2 separate regions of the Sus scrofa genome follow, and region 2 is linked to region 1. The links are chromatin contacts, called in public Hi-C maps. All regions are on one chromosome and are shown on one strand. Each heading gives the region's core, a stretch centred on a gene start, on an enhancer-like site or on the middle of the called end of the contact. The rest is flanking DNA. Distances are from core to core; before and after follow the strand shown. Region 1 has its middle 59 kb from the start of NEDD4. Region 2 overlaps NEDD4 (E3 ubiquitin-protein ligase NEDD4).

Region 1 (5,927 bases), core at 2,523-5,022:
ACCTACAACCTCATGGACAATACGTCAAGTTCTTAACCCACTGAGCCACAATGAGAACCCCAAGAAACAGTTTTCTTTTAGCCATCCATTTTTCAGCTCTCCATCTGGGGTGGCTGAACCTCTTCCCTTGTGGCTCACAGCACCAAGAGGGCAAAAGTGGAAGCTGCATAGCCTTTTAAGACCTGGCACAGTATCACTTCTGCTGCATTCTAATTGTCAACACAGATCACAAAACCGGCCCAGACTCAAGGGGAGGAGAACTAGACTCCATGTCTCCACACAGGGACAGAAAAGATTCTGTGGTCATAACTTTAATCCTCTGGTCATAACTTATTTGCATATCTCCCTTATGCAAAACACATTCATCACCTCCAATATCCCCCCAAGTCTCGCCCAGTATGGCAGCAGCTCAGTGTTCAGAATTTCCTCATTTGTATCAAGTCTGGATGTGGATGAGTTTACTTCAGTGTGGTTCTTCTCAATCTGGAAATCTGTGAACTAAAAATTCAAGTTTTCTGTTACCATCACCATGCTCCCTTCTCAACCCAACCCCACATGAAGTGGTGAGAGAGAGAAAAGATAATAGCAGATGCCCCCATTCTCAGGGAGAGGACACTGAAGGCACAGAGCAGGTGCTGGTGCTTTGCAGTTCTAAAATCCAGTTGCACACGTGTTGCCAGTTTCTCTGGCTCTGGAGGCAGGGACAATTATTTGACTAGGGTCTGTTTCTGCTCCTTCTCCCACCATGCCCCACCAAATTACCATCACATTACCTCGTTCTTTTTTTCCTTGCCATTTGAAATGATCTTGTTTATAAATTTCCTAATGTGTTCACTTTTTTCCTTAATCCACTGTTCTTGGCTGTTGTCTCTGTCCTGTGAGACTTTTTTCCTCTTCCAGGAAAAAATTTCTCAGTCAGCTTCTTGCTCATGGACAGGTGGGGGCCTGGAGTTCTCTTTTCATTTTGAGCTGCCTTTGTTCCTTTAGTCGAAGTGTGTACTATTCCATTAAAAATGTTCTATATATTCAATTATAATCTATTCCATTAGACAAAAGTCACACTCCATCCACACATGTATTGGGGATGTCCAGGCCTTCTCCACTTTGAACTGTGAGGTCTTAAAATAGGTCTTAACAGCCACACCTTCAATGTGATCTTGACTAAAGTCACATTTTGCTGGCAGCACCCTGAGGCCATTTGTTACTTTGAGAACCCTTGGGGGCAGAAGAGTCTGGGATGGAGAGTTTTATTTTCCAACCCAGCAAGCCCGAGGTTGAGAATATTTCCTCTAACTGAACTGCTTGTTTATCCCTCCTCCCCATATTTTGTGATAGGCAGCTAAAAGAAGCAAATTACTCCTTTGGCATTCTACTTGGAAGTTTCCTTTGGCCAGATCCACATGCTCACTAAGCACATTTTCTGTCCTACATGTTCCTGGAGTCATTGGCTTCACCAACTGTTCCCCTGCTTTGCAACACAGATAACCATCTTTCCAGCCTTCAATGGCCACCCTTCCATCATTTCTCCCTGGCTCGGTCTCAAAATCACCTGTTTTAGGTTTCTATTACAGCAGCACCCCAGTTCCAGGGATTACTTTTTGTTTCCATTTTCTACTGCCATGTAATTAACCACCACCAAATATAATGACTAAAAACAATGATTTACTGTTTCTCAGGATTTTTTTTTTTTTTTTTTGGTCTCTTCTAGGGCCACTTTCCAGGGCATATGGAGGTTCCCAGGCTAGGGGTCCAATCAGCGCCGCAGCCGCCAGCCTAAGCCAGAGCCACAGCAACGCGAGATCCTAGCCACGTCTGCAACTTACACCACAGCTCATGGCAACGCCGGATCCTTAACCCACTGATCAAGGTCAGGGATCGAACCCTCAACCTCATGGTTCCTAGTTGGATTCATTAACCACTGTGCCACGAGGGGAACTCCTGTTTCTCAGGGTTTTGTGGATTGCCTACAGCAATGTGACTACATGTATTTGGGAGCTCAAGAGGGCTGGACTCGTCCAAGGCAAATTCTCATCCTCCAGAAAGTGTCTCCATAGGGCCTCTCATCACCACGAGTCTAGCTCAAGTCGCTTTTTAGCATGGTGGTTAGCTTCCAGAGAGAGTGTTCCAAGAGGACAAGCCCTAGTGTGCAAGCGCTTTCCAAGTCTCTTTCCATCACTTCTGCTATTGTCCCATTGGCTAAAACGAGGCACGTGATGAAGTCCAGCATCAGTGTGGGAGGGGATGCCGAGTGCACGAATTCTGGGAGGGATGATTTAGTGAGGCCAGGGTCTACTGCACTCTCCAGCTCTATGTCGACCAGTTTCTCCCTTGTTCACTATGCTGAACTTATGTCGTGTTTCTTTCTGTTCGCTGACACAGAAATCTCTTCCTTGCCTCAGTCCTTGTTTTTGATCTCTACCTGGATCATTCTATCTCATCTTCAAACTGCTGTTCTTTTATATTCTTTAGGTATCAGATACAATGTCACACCTCCCCTCTGCCAACTCTGCCAAGTTACTATTGTATTAACTTGTTCTATTCTTTCTTGACATGTGAAACAACCTGTTTATAAATTTTCTAATTTGTTTACTATTTTCCTCCCCTTGCCAAAATATAATATCATGAGGTCTTGTCTACTTTGTTCACAGCTGTATTCTCAGCACTCAAAATAGATCCTGCACATACTAAATACCTAATAAAGGTTTCTGGATGTATGAGGAATGAACGAACGGCTAGACAATGAAGTAACAAAATCTTAGTGTAAAGAAATTTATAAGTCGGAGTTCCCGTCGTGGCGCAGTGGTTAACGAATCCAACTATGAACCATGAGGTTATGGGTTTGATCCCTGGCCTCGCTCCCGTGGGTTAAGGATCTGGTGTTGCTGTGAGCTGTGGTGTAGGTCGCAGATGCAGCTCGGAACCCGCGCTGCTGTGGCTCTGGTGTAGGCCAGCAGCTACAGCTCCGATTAGACCCCCAGCATGGGAACCTCCATATGTCACGGGTTCGGCCCTAGAAAAGACAAAAAAAGAAAAGAAATTTATAAGTAAATGTGTTTATTTTTATAGCTATCGTATCAAGGTTTTAAAGAATTATTGATGACTAAAAATTGGGAGTAATCCCAGAAAATCTTTTTGAGAACTGGATTTAACAATGGTTTTTGCCTGCTGAAATATTTAAAATATATGATATATTTGAGATTTGCTTCAAACTAATCTGGAAAACATGGGGAAATAGGTTGGGGTACAGATTAGATGACAGTGACTTTTAACTGATGCTTAAATTGGGTTGTGTACATGAAGTTTCATGATAATGTTTTCTTAACTTAAATATTTGTTTGAAATTTCCATAGTAAAAAGTTTTAAAGTTACATGTAGATTATTAAGGGACTGAAGAGCATTAGAAGGGACTGTGAAAGATATTCACAGTTATAGACTAACTTGTTAATCTTCCCACTTTTTGTACATTTTTTAAGAAAGAGATATGATGGGAGGCATTTTAAAGATCATCTAGAAATGTCAATGGCTAGAGGACCTGAAGGTTATTTAGATATTGCATTTAACCTGTTACAGACCTTCCTTATTTTAAGATATTCCTGTAACTTTGCATGCAGAACAGATTTCTGTAAGGCAAGTCATTTCCCCATTGATTTACATTCAGTTTTGAAGACATGCTCTCATGCCTCCTGTTGATTTCTCTGTCTGCTAATTATAGCTCAAGGCAGGAGATGGGAAGTGCAAAACTCATGTAAGCTTTGGCATTTTGCCTTGATCTGGGGCTCAGTCAGGTATCCGATGCAATAAATTTTTAGGTTCTCTGCCTGGACCAAGAAGAAGCCAAGGGAGAGCAGGAGTTTGCCTCAACAGATGCCATCCTCAAGCTGACAGCTGCTTCGCCTGGCTTTGTTATCAGTCTGGGGAGTTGCTCATCTGTTGGCAGAATTCAATTAATAAGGGACTTTTAATTATTATGTATTTTCCATGTGAGTCTTAATTTGGGGAAATACAGACAAAACATGGTTTGTCCCTGGTATCAAGAAGCCTGAAGACTAAGGGCTGAGGAACAGGTACAGCTTTAAAGCATTATCTAGTATTTTCCACCCAGAACTAGAAGACTATTATGTGGTTGGTGGTTGCCATATCCTGGGCATTCATTTAAGGAATCAGGACCATGGGTCAAAATCATCCAACACAAATCCTACTCATTGAGTATGCTATGGAATCGATGATACAGTTGTTGGGGCAGAAGACCAGGTGCCTGGTTTCCAGGCAAAGCAGTGGGATCCCGCACTCCCAGAGAACCTCAGATTTATTATTACCAGGTAAGTCCATTCAGGAAGCCCATTCTGCTGGGCACTCTGCCTCTGGAATAGAGATAAGGAAACAAGTATGAATTTTTTTTTTAAATGTCCTTTGTGAATTTGTTTTAATGGAGGTCTCTTTGCTGGGATATATGTCCTCATTCACAGTTTACACACACCCTGCATTTAATCCTGTCTGATAACAAAGATAGTAGGGGAAAGGCCAAAAGACAGAAATGGAGGTGTATGGAGGGCAAAGACCTGGGGTAAGGGAGGCCTATCTGTTTATGGTGCTTTCAGCTGTAACAGTGAACTCTAAGTGTGGGTTAACTCACCCAGACTCACTTCCTCAGGCAGCTTCATCTTCTCAGGGAGGCTCTGAATTTGCAGCGGAAAAAGCACTGGGCCAGAGGCTGGGTAGCCTCAGTACTGATCTTGACTCATCACTTTTCTCACCTTTCCAAACCCTGTTTTCCCATCTGGACAAGGAGGAAGTGGTCCATCTTCTCTATCAGAATCTCAAAGTCCAGGAATACTGGGTGTGTAATTCCTGTGTGTGGGTAGTAGATCGTGGACAAAAGGAAGGAATTAGTTCTTCATTTTTCAATTATGTTCAAAGCCCCAAATTGACCTTGACTTTTTGGAATAAGTTAAATGAAGGTACTTGCCACAGAGCTCATGGAATGTGAGTCTTCTACTTCCTTCCTACAAATAAAGCCCACCTTCCATATGTAGGACCACCTCACCCAGTCAAGAGAGAGAAGCAGTTCTGATTTGCAAATGCAAACACAAGCTTATGCTGACTTCCTTTTAAAAAGGGCTTATTAAATTATTTATATATCTGCATGATATGATTTCACAGACTATAGTAGACTTCATCACCAAAATAAAAATTAAAACATAAAAATGTTATATTTTTATTGGAATTCATTTAGATTTGAGGATGTCACCATTTACAGACTCATACAATAAAATATTAGTTTAACCAAAGACTTGTTTAATACAAATATCTGGAGTTCTACCAGAAAGACCATAAGGCTATTGTCAAATCAGTTAAATCTCTGTTACAAGCAGTAAGGGTGACCATCTGTTGTGGCTGGCAAAGAAATTAACATATTTCAAAATGCAAATACATCTCAGCCTACCCCTCCAAAACCTCAAAGCAGGCATCTTGGCTATAGACAATTTGGATCTGATCTAGATCAACTAGATACTTCAACTAAAACAATATCCAATATATTTAAGTAGGCAAGAGATATTAGATAATAAATGTGCTATTTATTTGCTGTTATGTCCATACAAATGTTTGCCTCTACAAGGCAGAATACTATCATAGAGGCCAGAGTGCAGTGCCATAGGAGTCTTCCTATTTTATAGGGATGTGTAGCAAGGTCTTCCTGTAAGATGGCAGTTGCGGATTTTGAAGTAAAATATGACTGAGTTAAAAAAAAATGGAGAGGACAACTTGAGCAAGATTTAGAGGCATAGGAGTGTGCTCTCTTCAGGAAACAGCAAGTGGTTCTGTTTGGTTACATGCATTTTGTAAGATGGAGCTCAAAAAGGCTGTGTGGGAACTGTGCTTTTTTACCTGGCTTTGGTGCTCCTTCTGAAAACAGCACCTGGATTTTT
Region 2 (5,927 bases), core at 1,008-3,507, 110 kb before region 1:
AATCCAATAATCTATCAGAAAAAATAGAATCTGCAGAAAGCTAGCCATTTGGTTGTCACTAAAAATATTTAAGTTAGCTTACCTAAGTTTAAATAAAACAAATAAAAGTGCATTTTTTTAGCCACGCAAAAGGCATTTATTTAGACATACTTTACTAAAAAAAAATTAAAAATACCATTTTTCAAAAGATTCAACAACAACACACTATAATCAACTATTTTAAGGATATTTCTGGGATAATTATTCCTTTCAGATTAATTATTTAATTAAATGTAAAATAAATATACAAGATACATGTAATTCAATTAGCAAACTATTAATGTTTCTACACAGTATCACTTAATTGCTTTCTTTTAGAAGACAAAACACTTGAATGGATTATAAACTAACAGCTGGTTTTTAAAAAGTTCTGTAAGTGGAATTAATAATTCTAAAACATAGATCAGAATTTGAAATATGATCTTTATTCATCCCCAATAAAGTAGTTATTAACATCTGGACATTGAGTAACAATGATTAGATTTATCAGATTTCAAAAGAGAGGAAACAAACCAGCAATTACTTAATATTTTATTTATCCAGAAGTTTAAAAAAAATCTTTAACATGGATATCAAGTGTTCTATAAACACAGATTAGGCAGACAAATTTTTTCCCCAAAAAAACTATTATGAACTGTCATCTAGAATTGGTTTAGTCAGAAACATTTTTTAAATTTCCTGAAATCTGGCAAGATCTTCCAAATACAGAAATTTAAAAAATCTTTTTAAGTTCAAAACACTTAAAATACTTTGGAAAGGCCAAACTACATAAAGAACAGTTTTGGTTAAGATTCACTTGAGTTAAATTACTGATATAATAATGCAAAATTACCAAAATAACAAATTTATAGGGTAACTAGAAAATTAAGGAAAATGCTTAGCAATTGAAACCAAATTCAAAAATATAAAATTTAGAATTTAATATGTTAAAGAATGAGTTACATTTTAGAAGGCACTCTTAACTGGTAGCTAAAGAAAAATAGGGTGGAAACAAAATTCCTGTGGCTAAGGGTATATACAAACACAAATGCCATTTATTTTTCCTCTGTTTTAAACATTCAGAACAACAGTTTTTATTGATGATCTAATAAATATATGTATTTTAAAGAAACATTTTCTCTGCACTCATTTCTAAGAAGATTTTCACATTTTATGTAAGCTTTTTATTTTTTGACATTTTAAGCAGCTTTCTATATTTTTTTTCCACAATGCTTAAGGAGAGGAAGAATACTAAATGAGCATTTGTAAAAGTAGGAATAAAATCCTGAGTTAGACATTTAAATATTATGCCACTTGAGGGAAAAACATACTGAGGTAAAATGTTATGAAATAATTTATTATTTAAAGCTTGTTTTTATGCTACAGAAATGTTTTATGGCTCATATCACTTTGGAAAGTTCTTTTTAAATGAATATTTTCTACACTGATAAAATAACAGCTAGAGAGAAAAACTACTGGGCATTTTTTCAGATTCACAAATGTAAAGTTCATGACTACAAAGTACTTGCTAGCTAAGGACTAAAAAATACATAAAAGTGCCAAGTTATAATAAACTTAACCAAATATTTCATAAAGTTATTACAGTATAAATTAGTATTTATCAAGACCAAAGGAAACTTACCTTACAAGAATGCTTTAAAGAATTAGATGGATCATTTGTGAAATCTCTGTTGCTGTCTCTTGTTAAATTATCAACTTTACCTTCATTTCCAGATGCAAACTTTATGAGCAATTGAGATGGTCCCCCCTTAGAACAATTGTGCTTAAGGCTGGATAAACAGGAAATATTTGGATAAGTTCCTCCCAATGAAATACTTCTTCGTAAAATAGCATGGTTTTTGTTTATCTGTAAGTTTGGTCTTTCCAACTGTCTGCTGATATTGATTTGACAATCTATATTTTGGGAGGATGGTAAATATGCAGATGTCCTATGCATACGCTTAATATACTCTGAATCAGAGTTAAGCTTAATTTCTGACATCCCTGGTTTACAGTCACCATTTGCTGTTTCACAATTTAATGTAGTTGCTTTCTGTTGGGTGAAATGCACTGAAACACAAGAATATCCTTCAGATGACTTTTCACAGGCGGTCTGATTTGGACTATTATTTGCAATAACAGTTTTCTTTTGTAATGAGCCCTTCCTGTGAAGGGGTCGTATGTCTCTTACTTCTCCAGGAGTAGAGGTTGTTTTAGACAACCGAAGTCCGTTGACAGCTGTTGAAAGAAATCCCTTAGCATTAGTGCCATCTTCATTGTGGGCAACTTCACTAGGAGAAATAACAAACTGGTGTGAGGTCTGATAGGATCCTTTGCTCAGAAAAGTACCTGTACTTGTAGGAGAAGTTGGTGGAGTATTTGAAGGACTCCTAGGAAAAATGACTAAGGATGAACAACGTTTTAGAGGAATTTTTGAGTTCCTGATCATTGGCAATTTCATGATCTCTAGTCCATGATCCAAGTCATCCTGGACAAAGGGAACTGTACTTGTACTTCTTGACAAAATTTCACATGGAGCAGTATTCCTGTTTGGCACACTTCTATTGGAGGTGCTGTCAGAAGACAAATTTCCACCAAAAAAGGTATCATCAGTTGGCGGAAAACCACAACCACTGCTGTCGCTGGTGATACTGTTGGTGTAGGAACCTCCACTGGTGATACTGGTGCATGACCCATAATCGCTACTGTTGCTGCTATAAGACCCATTCTCACTGGCTGAAAAGTTACTAAGGCTACCACTGCAAATGACAGAACTGCTTAAAAAGGTACCATCATCCACAGCACTCAGGTCGTTATCAACCACAGCACTGCCATCCTTCAAGACACAAGTAAATGAAGCATCATCACTGCCAGCTAAGACATGGCTAGACTGAAGACATCCACTGTACCTTGTTGGCTGGAGTGAAATCTGCAGACAGCTGCTCTTTTTATTAACATTTTCAGGTGAAGGAACAGATGATCTTTCCTGAGACTTAACGTTTTCCTTTATTAACGGAGCTAGTGCAGTTTGTCTGGGAGTCAGCTTCATTTGAACCACGTTAGAGGTTGAAATCCGTGTTGGTCTTGTGAAGCACATGTGAATACTGCTATCCAAATCATCTCCAGAGGTTTCTGACAAAGGGTAAGTATTGCTTCTTCTGGCTGCAAAGTGCAATCGTAAGCTTTGTGCCATTTGTTCTCATTTCCAAACATGTTAAGGGCTGAAAGTCATAACAAAGATCTCTGTCGGTAGACAGGCTAGAAGCAGCTGCACTGCATCGAAAGAAAAAATCATTTGTGGTGCCTAAAAGAGCTCGTAAGTAGTGGTCTTTATCCTGAGTAAAACCTTAGAGACCAGATATCGTAGAAAGAAAAAGACGGCCCATTCCCGAGACTGACGACTGACGTTTCCAAAATGTCTTGAATCGCTTGTAGTCAAAATGCCTTCACTTACAAAGCACTTGATTTCCAGCGACCTTTAAGCTGAGCTCAGCTGCAGCACACTGCCTCAAACACTGCCAACCTTGTTTCAATTATACCTTCTCCAATTTGCATGAATGAGTAACACAAGAACAACAATCTTCTAGCATTTCAAGTTGAAACAGTATTTTTCACTCCAGCTCTACTAAATGAACATTTAACTATGTGAATCACGGTGCCTATACTTTCTCCAGCAGTTTGACCACTAATATTTTTACCCATAGGGATAGAATTACAGGAAGTTGGTAGGAATGAAACCCCATGTAATTGAGTATCAAATCAAGGATTGAATTTCCAAATAGTGGTCATACTGGAATCTAGTCAACTTAGTAAATGTAGAAAGGAATATAGACTGTTAATTTTTTTTAAATGAGTAAGTTCAAACAGTTGTATAAACTGGGAAATATCAAAACTGAGGTGAATTAAAAATTTAGCATTAAATCAAATAGATACATATTTTAGCTTCTAAAACACGATGTACTTATAAAAAGTGAAAGCTTAAGGATCGAAATACAAAATTAGCCTAGTAATCTATTGCAAAAATTGAGCATACATCTGAGAAAAAAAAAATTTTGAGAGAAGCTGTCACCAAGCATTTTCTCCTGTAATTTTAAGGCCTTTTCAGCCAAGCAGTACAGTCTTTAAATGATGCCATTTATATTTGGACTATTAAAACTCTGCCAAGAAATAGGCTAAGAAAACATTCCATTAAAAATATATGCAGATTAGACAGAAAAACTATACCCCAATATAGTTTGAGCACACAAGATATTTTATTCCACTGTCTCTGCAATTCATTCACTTAAGAGAGTGTTGTGGTAAGTAAAGAAGTCTAAAAAGGATTTAACACATCAAATAAACATATCTCAATGCCAATTCTGTTGCGAAAAACTCTAGGAGCTCTTTGCTGGCCCCTACTGGTGCACTGAAACAATTCATTTAGTTGTTTGATACCTATAAAGAAGTACAAACCATGTCGCATATTTCTTTATATAAACAAAGTACATACTTGTTTACATTTTTGAGCACTAGCACTGCCCTAGAGGCAGAATTACTTACTACTGCTGATAAAGCTCCCACAGGAGAGAACAGTAGACTGTCTGTCCTTTCAGAGGTTGCAATTTTGTATATGTATTTTTTTCTGCTTCGTATTTATTTAACCTTTACTTTATTTTCAGTTTACTAGGTAATAAAAGTTTAATATTTTAATTTCTCCCCTAAATGTCATAGACCAAGGTTGGTATTCTGTTTGAAAGAAACAAATTTATTTTTAAATAATGCTCTAGGGTATATTTAAACCCCTTACCTGAATTTTACAGCTGGAACTCCAGTAATAAATATATACTGGCTCATTCATAGGAAAGTAAAAAGCAAAATAGTTCAGTTGTTTACACCACATGGTACTACACCCAAGTTGTATTTTTCTAAGTAAGTTTTTTTTCCCTAAGTGAAAGCAAATATGTAAAACATATACTCACACTTTGTTTAAAAAAGAAAACTCAAGATAGATCTGTTCTCAATCACAATTTTCTAAACACTGTTTTTAATCAATTAAGGCAGGACAAAATAGAAATATGGAATTTACTAAATTCTATTTCTGACTAGAATGAGATAGTACTGTTTTAGAATGTGTATAATTATAAATTTAATAATAAAATTATTATGCTATTTTGGTTTTGCATAACCTATTTCCTTTATGATATTACAGGCTTCAGTACATATTCTCTTAAAATCTTTCTTTTTTTTACCAGAAGGGAGAGTCCTAATCTTTTCACTATGCCTTCAAATAATTCCAGCTTTCCTTCTTGAATTAAGTTAGGGATTTGAGGACTCAAAAGATGAATCACTTCTAATAAGCTAATCAATGAGATCTAACTGCTAGTGCCTGTGGCTTAAAACTTCCAGTTATTAAGGAAATCCCCTTTAGTTGTTACTATAAAATAATGAATAAATAATGATAAATGTTTTCTCTTTGGTAAGCTTCACTGTTAAGTATCAGTTTCACCTAACTAGATTTTAAGCTTCCAGAGGGTGAGGACAACAACTAAACATTTCTTATTTCCTCTGATCCACCTGAACTCATGCTGGGTACAAAGTAAACAGTAGGTAACACCAGAGAGGAGGTTGGATATATGGTGGATGTAGCCAATCCAGCTTCTATTTCCTTTTTTTTTTTTTTTTTTTTTTTTTAATTAACAGCTGCAACTAGCATATGGAAATTCCTGGGTTAGGGGTCAAATCCAAGCTGCAACTGCGGGCCTATGCCACAGACACGGCAATACCAAATCCAAGCCACATCTGTGACCTATGCTGCAGCTTGCGGCAATGCTGGACCCTTAACCCACTGAGCGAGGCCAGGGATCGAAACCCACATCCTAACGGACACTATGTCAGGTTCTTAACCCACTGAGCCAAAATGGGAACTCCCC

Evidence for each region. Hi-C and Micro-C count contacts between places; a contact is called where the count stands out from the background.
Region 2: a Hi-C map of skeletal muscle shows a contact between it and region 1, with 4 times the contacts expected there. The contact joins two enhancer-like sites. A contact is called at or near these places in 3 of 47 Hi-C or Micro-C datasets (psoas muscle and skeletal muscle).

Annotation. Positions count from the first base shown.
Region 1 is chr1:115,879,571-115,885,497 of Sscrofa11.1, reverse strand. No RefSeq gene overlaps it. Among named protein-coding and RNA genes, the nearest start is that of NEDD4, 59 kb to the left of the region's middle. Within about 2 kb of position 3,772, at least 3 of the 83 cell types and tissues checked have an H3K27ac peak or open chromatin away from gene starts, as enhancers often do. A contact at or near this core is called in skeletal muscle, where this site is marked.
Region 2 is chr1:115,989,966-115,995,892 of Sscrofa11.1, reverse strand. The region is part of intron 5 of NEDD4 (E3 ubiquitin-protein ligase NEDD4); the gene reads right to left. Among named protein-coding and RNA genes, the nearest start is that of NEDD4, 51 kb to the right of the region's middle. Within about 2 kb of position 2,257, at least 1 of the 83 cell types and tissues checked has an H3K27ac peak or open chromatin away from gene starts, as enhancers often do. A contact at or near this core is called in skeletal muscle, where this site is marked.